Linked DNA regions of Danio rerio: regions 2 and 3 are each linked to region 1. The links are chromatin contacts, called in public HiCAR-type maps. All regions are on one chromosome and are shown on one strand. Each heading gives the region's core, a stretch centred on a gene start, on an enhancer-like site or on the middle of the called end of the contact. The rest is flanking DNA. Distances are from core to core; before and after follow the strand shown.

What was found. HiCAR-type assays count read pairs that join an accessible place to other places.
Region 2: a contact with region 1 is called in a HiCAR-type map of caudal fin, with 10 times the contacts expected there. The contact joins the enhancer-like site here to the promoter of ctps1a in region 1. A contact is called at or near these places in 8 of 18 Hi-C or Micro-C datasets (caudal fin, embryo, hematopoietic stem cells and 1 more) and 3 of 4 datasets of contacts at active chromatin or transcription factors (caudal fin, embryo and gastrula embryo).
Region 3: a HiCAR-type map of caudal fin shows a contact between it and region 1, with 4 times the contacts expected there. The contact joins the promoter of cited4a here to the promoter of ctps1a in region 1. A contact is called at or near these places in 2 of 18 Hi-C or Micro-C datasets (caudal fin and hematopoietic stem cells) and 3 of 4 datasets of contacts at active chromatin or transcription factors (caudal fin, embryo and gastrula embryo).

What each region holds. Positions count from the first base shown.
Region 1 is chr19:17,173,775-17,176,791 of GRCz12tu, reverse strand. It overlaps ctps1a (CTP synthase 1a), which reads right to left and starts at 1,419. Exons shown (of 19, transcript NM_199211.2): 1 at 1,232-1,419.
Region 2 is chr19:16,963,665-16,966,681 of GRCz12tu, reverse strand. No RefSeq gene overlaps it. Among named protein-coding and RNA genes, the nearest start is that of cited4a, 49 kb to the left of the region's middle. Within about 2 kb of position 1,446, at least 49 of the 62 cell types and tissues checked have an H3K27ac peak or open chromatin away from gene starts, as enhancers often do. A contact at or near this core is called in caudal fin, where this site is marked.
Region 3 is chr19:17,012,770-17,015,786 of GRCz12tu, reverse strand. It overlaps cited4a (Cbp/p300-interacting transactivator, with Glu/Asp-rich carboxy-terminal domain, 4a), which reads left to right and starts at 1,525. Exons shown (of 2, transcript NM_001044982.2): 1 at 1,525-1,645.

The DNA.
Region 1 (3,017 bases), core at 170-2,669:
TATAAATTATAAATACCTCACATTTTTTGCTCTTTTCTGAAAGGCATAACAACACCATCATGAGCTTTTCTTCCTTTATTTTAGCAAATAGGATTGTAAAAAAAATGTTTGTTGTACTTTTCAATTCACTGCACTCTAAGTTTTACCCAACTATAACGACTTCTGCTGCTGAGAAACTCAAAAATGTGAAAACCTAAAGGGTCTATTGGTTTCAGCAAACAGACAGAAACAGACAGACAGATGAACATCGACTGGTAAAGGTTGGTTCAGTTTCTTGTGTAAGACCACAAAGCATAACTAAGAGACATAGGTATTACTTGATTACATTGGTACCTATTTTTTTTAATCCTTCTTATTGTTCTAACGATTTATAAAAAAGTCAACTGGGGTTGATTGCCTAAATTAACAGAAAACCTCAATCTTTGGAGGGTGTAGCACTGATTTATTTGGTTTCTTCTTAAAAGCAATTTTGACAATCTTTTAACTAAAATCTATAACCAAGTCCAATTGTACATGGCCAAACTCCATCTAATAAGCAAACACTTTAAAGTAACTGATGAAACAGCAATATCTGAAGAAACAAGCAGATCTGAGAAATCATTCAACTAGACTTCTTTGTTCAGCAATAACAGTGACAAGACTAAGTTACGTTTTAGGTTTTATTAAGCATCAAACATCGTAGAGTCAGAGATGAATAGTTCATTCCAGATACACAAATCTTACAGAGTTTCTTAGCATGGAACATTGCAAAACACATTTACAGTCAACTGATGAGGTTGTAGACAATGAGAAAATGTGGATCCCTGACAAAATCTAACGTCGATAAGTTTAAATTGTTTAAGCTGAATTGTTTCTTTCATTTTTTTTTGTTATGGATTTATTATTTATTTTATTATTTATTGGCAGCTTTTACACCAATCTAACACAAAAACTCATTCATCTTAAAACATGTGGTAGTAACTAAATACTATTGTAAATAAAGTTGAAATGCATCACTGCTAGGCTATATACGAGTAATGTGTTCATATAACGTTAACGTTATAATTCATGCTATCGAACTTGTACCATGTGATAACAAAAGAACGGGAGTTTGTTAAACATTTAAGAGTTATAAGGGCTACAACTCTTTTTACATTTAATTACACAGTCTGTATACAAGTGCTGTGTTGTCTCTGTAGGTATGCGCTACGAACACGATTTCAACAACAACGCTAAGAAACGAGCTACTTACCTTACGCTTTGAAGATATGTTTTTGGATGTTTACTGAAATATATTTGACTGGCTTGAAGCGACAGGTATACGCCGATGTCCACAACACAAGAACTGTGGGTGTAAAGTTACAATAAACGTGTTCGCGCTTCTCTTGCTTGCTGTTCCACAACACGTGCCGCTAGACCCGGTGTAGCGGAACAAATACGGCAAGCCGGATGCGCGTTTTGAAAATAGAAAACGACATTTCGTTGGGCTACTGTTCTTGCGTACGGAAGTCTAGCTAGGCCATGCATTAAAATATTACACAATGAATAGCAGACATACTAAAATGGTATAACCAAACAATTACTTGGAGATAAGCATATTAAGTTTAGATGCAAAAATCTATAAATGCCGTTTGATATTTTATTCTAAAAGTTGCATTTTTTTCTCACTTATTGATCACTTTTCTGTTTAGTGATTTATAAGTTCTTATCAATCACTGCCTTTAAAATAAAATAACTGACGAGCAGATTTAGTGATTTGGGGGCCCTAAGCAATTCTAGCCATGGCCCAAAAGTTTGTACTTTAATTGAGTATTAATTGATTTATTTTGCTGTATTTTTTCTTACATCACTCAATCTCCTTTTCTATATTTTTTCTTGATGCAAAACAAGAAAAAATACATATAAAGCATCTTGTAAAACGTTTTACATTATTTGTTTCTCAAAATGAATTTGCAACTAAAATAATATATAACTTTTTAATAGTTTAATTACATTTTTGGGCAATTCTTTAACTATGGGCACTTTTAACCTTGTGAAGTTGAGTAAAAAAAGCATAGCCTCATAAGTTTTTACAATTTGTCTAGTTTTAAGATCTGTAAGAGGACAAACTTATAAGAAGAGAAATTGTTCATATTTAACTTTTTTTTTTCCCATTGTGAAGATATGTCATTTCCTCCACATCTCAATATACAGCTTATTTCAAATTGAAATAAATTATGGCAGTCAAACATTGTCCAAGATCATTTTTTTAAAAAATCTAGTTTAACCAATCTTGCCACAATGTATACAATAATTCTAAATTTGTTAATGAAATAAATTAGTCCGTTAGGACCAAATGCCGAATTGTTCACCTGTCACACTCTAAATTTTTAATTTGGTTAAGAGCTTTTTTAGAAAATAAATAAACTGAATTTGTATATTAAATAGAGCATGAACTCAAACATTGTAAATATGCTTTTAATGTGTGATCAGAACTTTTTAATTAATTAAAAAAAAATTTTTAAATGTGTGTCGTAATGGAAATTACAGGGTGGTGGTGGAAATGACAATGAATCAATGTTAATGTAGAGAAACAGTGGATATTTATTAGAAAATTATTGAACTCTTAAGCTCACTCTTATTAAACTCAATTATACAACAAAATGACTAAGCATGACCACACATGTTTTTGCATGTGTAAGGCTGAGATTGATCTAAAAAAACTGATTTGTCTAACAGATGAACAGCAGCAGAACATTCTGTGAATAACCTATTATTATTACAATATATAAATATATAAAATAAAAGTACACATCTACAGGAGTTGGACATTAAAACTGAACGGCCTGGTTTTAAAGCACAATAGTTAATTAATGAAGCAGCACGGTGGCTCATTCATTGGTTAACATTGTTGGCTCACAACAAGAAGCCCGCTGGTTCGACCCTCTGCTGGGTCAGTTTGTGTCTCTGTTTGGAGTTTGCATGTTCTCCCCGTGTTGGCGTGGGTTTCCTCTGGGTGCTTCGGTTTCCCCCACAGTCCAAACACAGGCGCTATAGGG
Region 2 (3,017 bases), core at 197-2,696, 210 kb after region 1:
CAAACTAATTGAATAGCCCTGCCATAGAGCAAAGCAGACAGCAAATTGGGATAATGCAAGTTTGCATACTCCTGGTATGGTAACAGTGGCTGAATCCTGTCACTGAAAACAACCAAGTAGTTTATTCTTTTAAGGTTTAAATCTTCTGAGCGTATCTAAGTTTTGTTGCACGGTTGTGCTGCATTCATTTGTTTATTAGCAGCTGTTAATTAAGTTACAGGTTTGATAGTGATTAGAACTTGAAGTGGCAATGAGTCTTAAAATATTCTAAGATAGTCTTTCAAAAGTCTTAGGTATTGAAATTTCCTTTAGGATTCCTGCATATACCCTGTGTTATGATCAGGAGGAAGAAGAAACTGGTCCATGTAACAGTTACTGAGAAATAGCCTGTCAAAGTCTGACAAAGTCCCATACATAAAAGTTTCTGCTGTCCCTTCCTTGTATAGCAAATGGCCGATAAGTCCCTCATTGGAACATAGGTTATTGTTTCAAAAATCATAAAATTCACAGGAACAAACATAGCACTAGGTTGGCTACACTGTGGTATTGTTGTGAAAATTAAGTCTAACACTTTATTCTGCGCAGCCGAATCTCCATCTGTCAGAGATCATCATCTTCTAGTCATGATAAGTCCTGTGATCCACCATGCTCTCCTAGTGTCTGAAGGTAAAGGTGCGTTGACATTTTACCGGATCCGGCACTTCATATTTTGTGATGTACCATATCGACGTTGATGCATCAAGTAAAAAATCTGAAGCCAACAGGATTCATTTATTTAACTCTGAGTCGACTATTTCGTTAAAGAATCAATAGCTTTTCAGATATAAACCTGGATGTTTTCATTTAATTTGTGCTGTTACAAAATACATGGATGGTCATTTTTAAAAACCAATAATAGGGGCTTAAAGGAATGTGTCACTCTTGTATATATATATATATATATATATATATATATATATATATATATATATATATATATATATATATATATATATATATATATATATATATATATATGTATTTTTTATTCAGTCCTTAATGTCACACCAGTGCATGTAACAGTGAAATACTGCAATAAAGAAATAAAACCATGAAAACCATAGAGTCATCCCTGATCCTAAATTAAACAATTTAAATTAGTTCATCATTGCATAACACAGTGTGAGAAGACCATGCTATTAACACAGTTAATCCAACTGAGTGTTGAATGGAGTGTAATGGACGACTAAGGAATCGTGGGGGAGTCCTGAAGTGCCAGTGTGACTCATTCCCTGCACCCTTTGCTTCTGAGGTACAGCTCCCATCTTTTCCCAAAGGCCATCACCCACTCACTGTCTGGGAAAGCGAACCAGCGCACAAACCCCCAGAGGTAACTCCACACTCTCTCACACACATTCAAGTGTGTTGAAGTCCGCAGGTATTGTGTGCCTCCCACGCAGCCAAGCTGTGAGTCATATCGGCGGCCAATGACAGAGCGGGGAATTTATGATGCAAGCAAGCATGCTGACTCAGCCATGCAAATGTGTGCGTGCTCAGAGAATACAGCTGCGTTACTCATGAGGCTCAAGTATATACATATACACCCCTACATAAACACTACTGTAAATACGCCTCCACAGTAGAAGCACATTTTCCCATTACAAGTCCACAAATACACACACACACACACACACAATATACTGGTATTGCTGTTACTCCAAAGATTTTCTATTTCTACAAAAAGAACAGAAAATAAAATAAGTGACATAAAATAACTGAGTTATTTAATTTATTTATTTATTTTTTTGATTACCACTCTCATTTCTAAGCCTTCAGAAGATATGTTGGTGGGACCATGGTATATTTATGCTATATGGTAACACCATAACACAAGTGTGCACTGTGACTATGTTAATTAAAATATTAATTTACCATAGTATTACTAAATGTGTAAATTTATATTGTGTAAATATATATATATATATATATATATATATATATATATATATATATATATATATATATATATATATATATATATATATATATATATATATATATTTTTTTTTTTTTTAATAGATGTATTAAACCTTTCCCAGTATTTATTTATTTTTTTAAGTTGCCAGACACAGCCAGAATTGTGGATGCTTTTCATTTGACATACATCAAATGAGCAATATCACACTCGTATACTCGTAAAAAAATGCTTTTCTTACTTAGATTTTTTGTCTTGTTTCTAGTCCAAATATATACAAATTCTTAAACCAAGAAGCATTTTCTAGACAAGCAAAACATATTGTCTTGATTTAAGAAATAATATGCCAAAATGAAGTGAGTTTTTCCTCAAATCAAGCTAAATAATCTGCCAATGGGGTAAGCATTTGTGATAAGATTATTTTGTGATGAGATTATTTTGCTTACCCGATTGGCAGATTATGCAATATTTTGCGATATGGCTGTATATCAGCAATGCCTTAGTGCCCCACCAGTGATGATATACAGCCATATCACACTTCTATGAGTGTGATATTGCTGTTATACAACAGATAAATGGCATAATCATGTATATAAAAAGGAAAATCAAACATGGAACTCTAAAAATTCATTTGTATGAGGAACTACTTACTTTCTGCCATTCATTTACATCTGCAGCTAACGTCAGAACTTCAGAAACCATTGCTACTTCACCAACGTCACTTCAGAGCTAGCGTTTGAATGATTCTTTAGCATAAGGTCTAAAGTAATGACAAAACAGGTGACTTTGCTCAAATTGTAAGACATGCTATCAGTCTAAAGACATTTCCCAGTATAAAAAGCCAAAAAAGGTCCATGACACTCTGTGTAAACATTGTTTCATTCATACATTCATTTTCTTTTCGGCTTAGTCCCTTTATTAATCTGGGGTTGCCTCAGCAGAATGAAGCACTAAATTATCCAGCATATGTTTCACGCAGCGGATGCCCTTCCAGCTGCAACCCATCTCTGGGAATCTTCCATACACATTCATAAACTACGGACAATTTATCCTACCCAATTCA
Region 3 (3,017 bases), core at 276-2,775, 160 kb after region 1:
TGACTATTCATTGTTTTGAATACATGTGTGTGTGAAAATGTTTTTGTATGTCAGTATATGCACCACACTAACCTTTGTCAAAGACGCTATTAATTTGTCAAGGTGGAATACTTTTAAAACTCAAATTTAAACTTTTAAAATAGAATTTTCAAAGTTAATTTATGACTATATCCATATTATGTTCATAAGAAATGTACACTTTATTATATAAATGCAGACTGGTATTGCACAGCTTACAGTGTAAAGAAATGTGTGGGCATTCATTTTGTTCTGGCAGTCTGTTGTATCCATTTGCACATTTAATGCCATCGGAAGTTTTTTTTTTTTTTTTTTTCCTGTTTTTTCACAGTCTTTTTCTTTAAAATGGTAAATATGCCATTTACATAAGAGACAAGATTATGACCTGCTTTCTGTCCATTTTCTGTTGATGTGCATTAGATAAGAGCACCAAACTAAAAGAGGTCAACCTAAAAGTACCTGTCTGAAACGAGTTGGGAATATTGATAATTGTGCACATCCTCTTGGTAAAGCCTTTTAAAATGGCCTGAAATGGAAGTTGCAATAGTCTTTTTTCCCCTAACTGATGTTTGCTAAGACATAAAATTATACAAAATTGAAACTGTGAGGAAAATAATTACAGGTACCACTTTAGAATAATGGTCCATTACTTAATGTTAATGCATTTACTAACATTAACTAAGTGTGAATGTAAGGTATTTTTTAATCATAGTTCAAAATAAGTTTTCCGGTGATGGGTTGTTGCTGGAAGGGCATCCGCTGCGTAAAACATGTGCTAGATAAATTGGCAGTTCATTTCCCTGTGGCAACCCCAGATTAATAAAGGGACTAAGCTGAAAAGAAAATGAATGAATAAATAAATGAGTTCAAAATTAACTAATGCACAGTGAGTTAACATGAACAAACTTGTTTAACTTATCATTCACCTGTTAGCAAATCTTACTATTTTTGTTCATGTTAGTAAATCAATATATTTCAACATGAAACAGTTTTTTGAACAAGAAAAAATAATAAAGGAAACATTTTGTTTATGGGGAATCGATTAAATAGGATCATCTTTTGCTGAAGTGAGTGGAAGGTTGAACCCACCATCACGCCATTTAAAGTCAGCAGAGCAGAGATAAGATTTAAGAGGGAAAGGAAGTTATTTTAATAAATAATTATAGGCTAAGAGCACGTGGAGTTTGTGAACTGATAAATAATTCATAATAGGCTACTTCATTCCAAATGTACAACAAAACCTGTCTATTTTGTTAAATTAGCTTTTGCGAGGTCATTTTAAACAACAAGCAGCACTCTTCAGTTTTGTTTTAGTTGGTGTGATTGCTGAAGAGTTTCTTTGCCAGTGCCCATAAAACCGAAGGCCATGTGAGTAATTGGCTAGTGACGTCTGTGATGACAGGGATAACCAATGAGAGCTTAGGAGAGGCGGAGTTGACGTCGCTCCGCCCCTCTCGCTGCTTGTCTTTATGTATGTGTGTGTGTGTGTAATCCCTGTATTGACCCAGAAAGCGCTCAGCGGCAGCCGCTTGTTCAGACCAGAGTACAGTCACTGGAGATACCTGCGCTGCTTTAAAGAGACTGACTGCACGAAACAGCATCTTTACGAGGACAGGATTATTTGACGGTATGTGTGTTATATTTTGTGGTCACTGTAGTAACTTAAAAACTTGGACCTTTTGTTCTTTTGTCAATGTAGTTTATGTAATCAGCACGTCTTAACTACATTTAAATAGCTGTATTCCTGGACATATGGCTGGAGAGGCTTAGCTTTTTGGCTTTTAAGTGATATTAAAACTCTTTAGGAATATGTTAAATATGTTCTCTATTATTACTTTTGTTCTTAACAGAAAACAATTCTTAGTATAATCTACATGACAATATATAAGTAAGAATTGAGCAATTGATTGATACTTTATTGTCAGTGTATAATATAAAATTTAATATTTGCAGTATTGTTACGCATTAGTTTCAAGTGAACATTAACACATATCAAAGAAATTGCTTCAACTTTTCTCTAAATAAACAGTAAATTTAGTTGACATGTTAATGAAAGTTTTACTGTGTTCAGACAACGATTGTTAAAGTCTGCAGCCCATGTTTCATTTAAATACTGATTTTATCTTCTTACATAGAAGACGAGAAATTCTTTGTTTTATGTAGACAGAGGTGAGGCTAGACCCCAGACGACAGTATCCTTTATCTCCCATTTCTATCCCTATTGATCACATAGGCAGACATAACTCTGCACTTCCAAAAAAAAAATAAATAAATAAATAAAACAAAACGTGTCATTCTTAGGCATATGCTATGATGCATTATTGATTTAAGAAATAAAAGACAAACATCTCTAGACAAAGCTATGAAAAGGGACTGTTCTTTTAGAAAACTAACAAAAACAGGAAAATTCTGTTCCATGTCATCAGCTGTATGATTTTGGGAAAGAAAACAGTGTTATGGCTTTATATTTACCTTTGCTAGAAATCATCTGATGTACAGTATGCCTACATCTGAACACTTTGTTGTTATTGCATTGCACCTTCTAATGTATCCTTAATATAAAATACATTTTCAAAACTTTAAACACTGCCTCATCATGTGAGTAGATTAGCCAGTCATTCATTTTGCCATTATCTATTGCTCACATGCATCTGGCTTTGTTTGCTCAACACTTTGTCCACCTCCCTGCCTGTTATTGTTTTGATCCTCTCGGCGACTCCTTGATGCTCCCTACTGCAATATTTCTTGTGCAAAGGGCTCAAGTCTTTGTTTAAGCTTGCAACCACAGTGGGTCATAGGGTGCTTTTAGGGTCAAAACATATGGAACGCTGCAAAAAAAAAAAAAAAAAAATCCAATGTAAACATGTTCTTATTCAACATTTATTTTAATACAAATAATAAAAAACATGAAAACAATACAATAAACCATAACACATTTGCTTACTTTAACTATTAGCTTAATTAAGTTTAAAACAAAAGGATAGGAAAAATTAAGATGT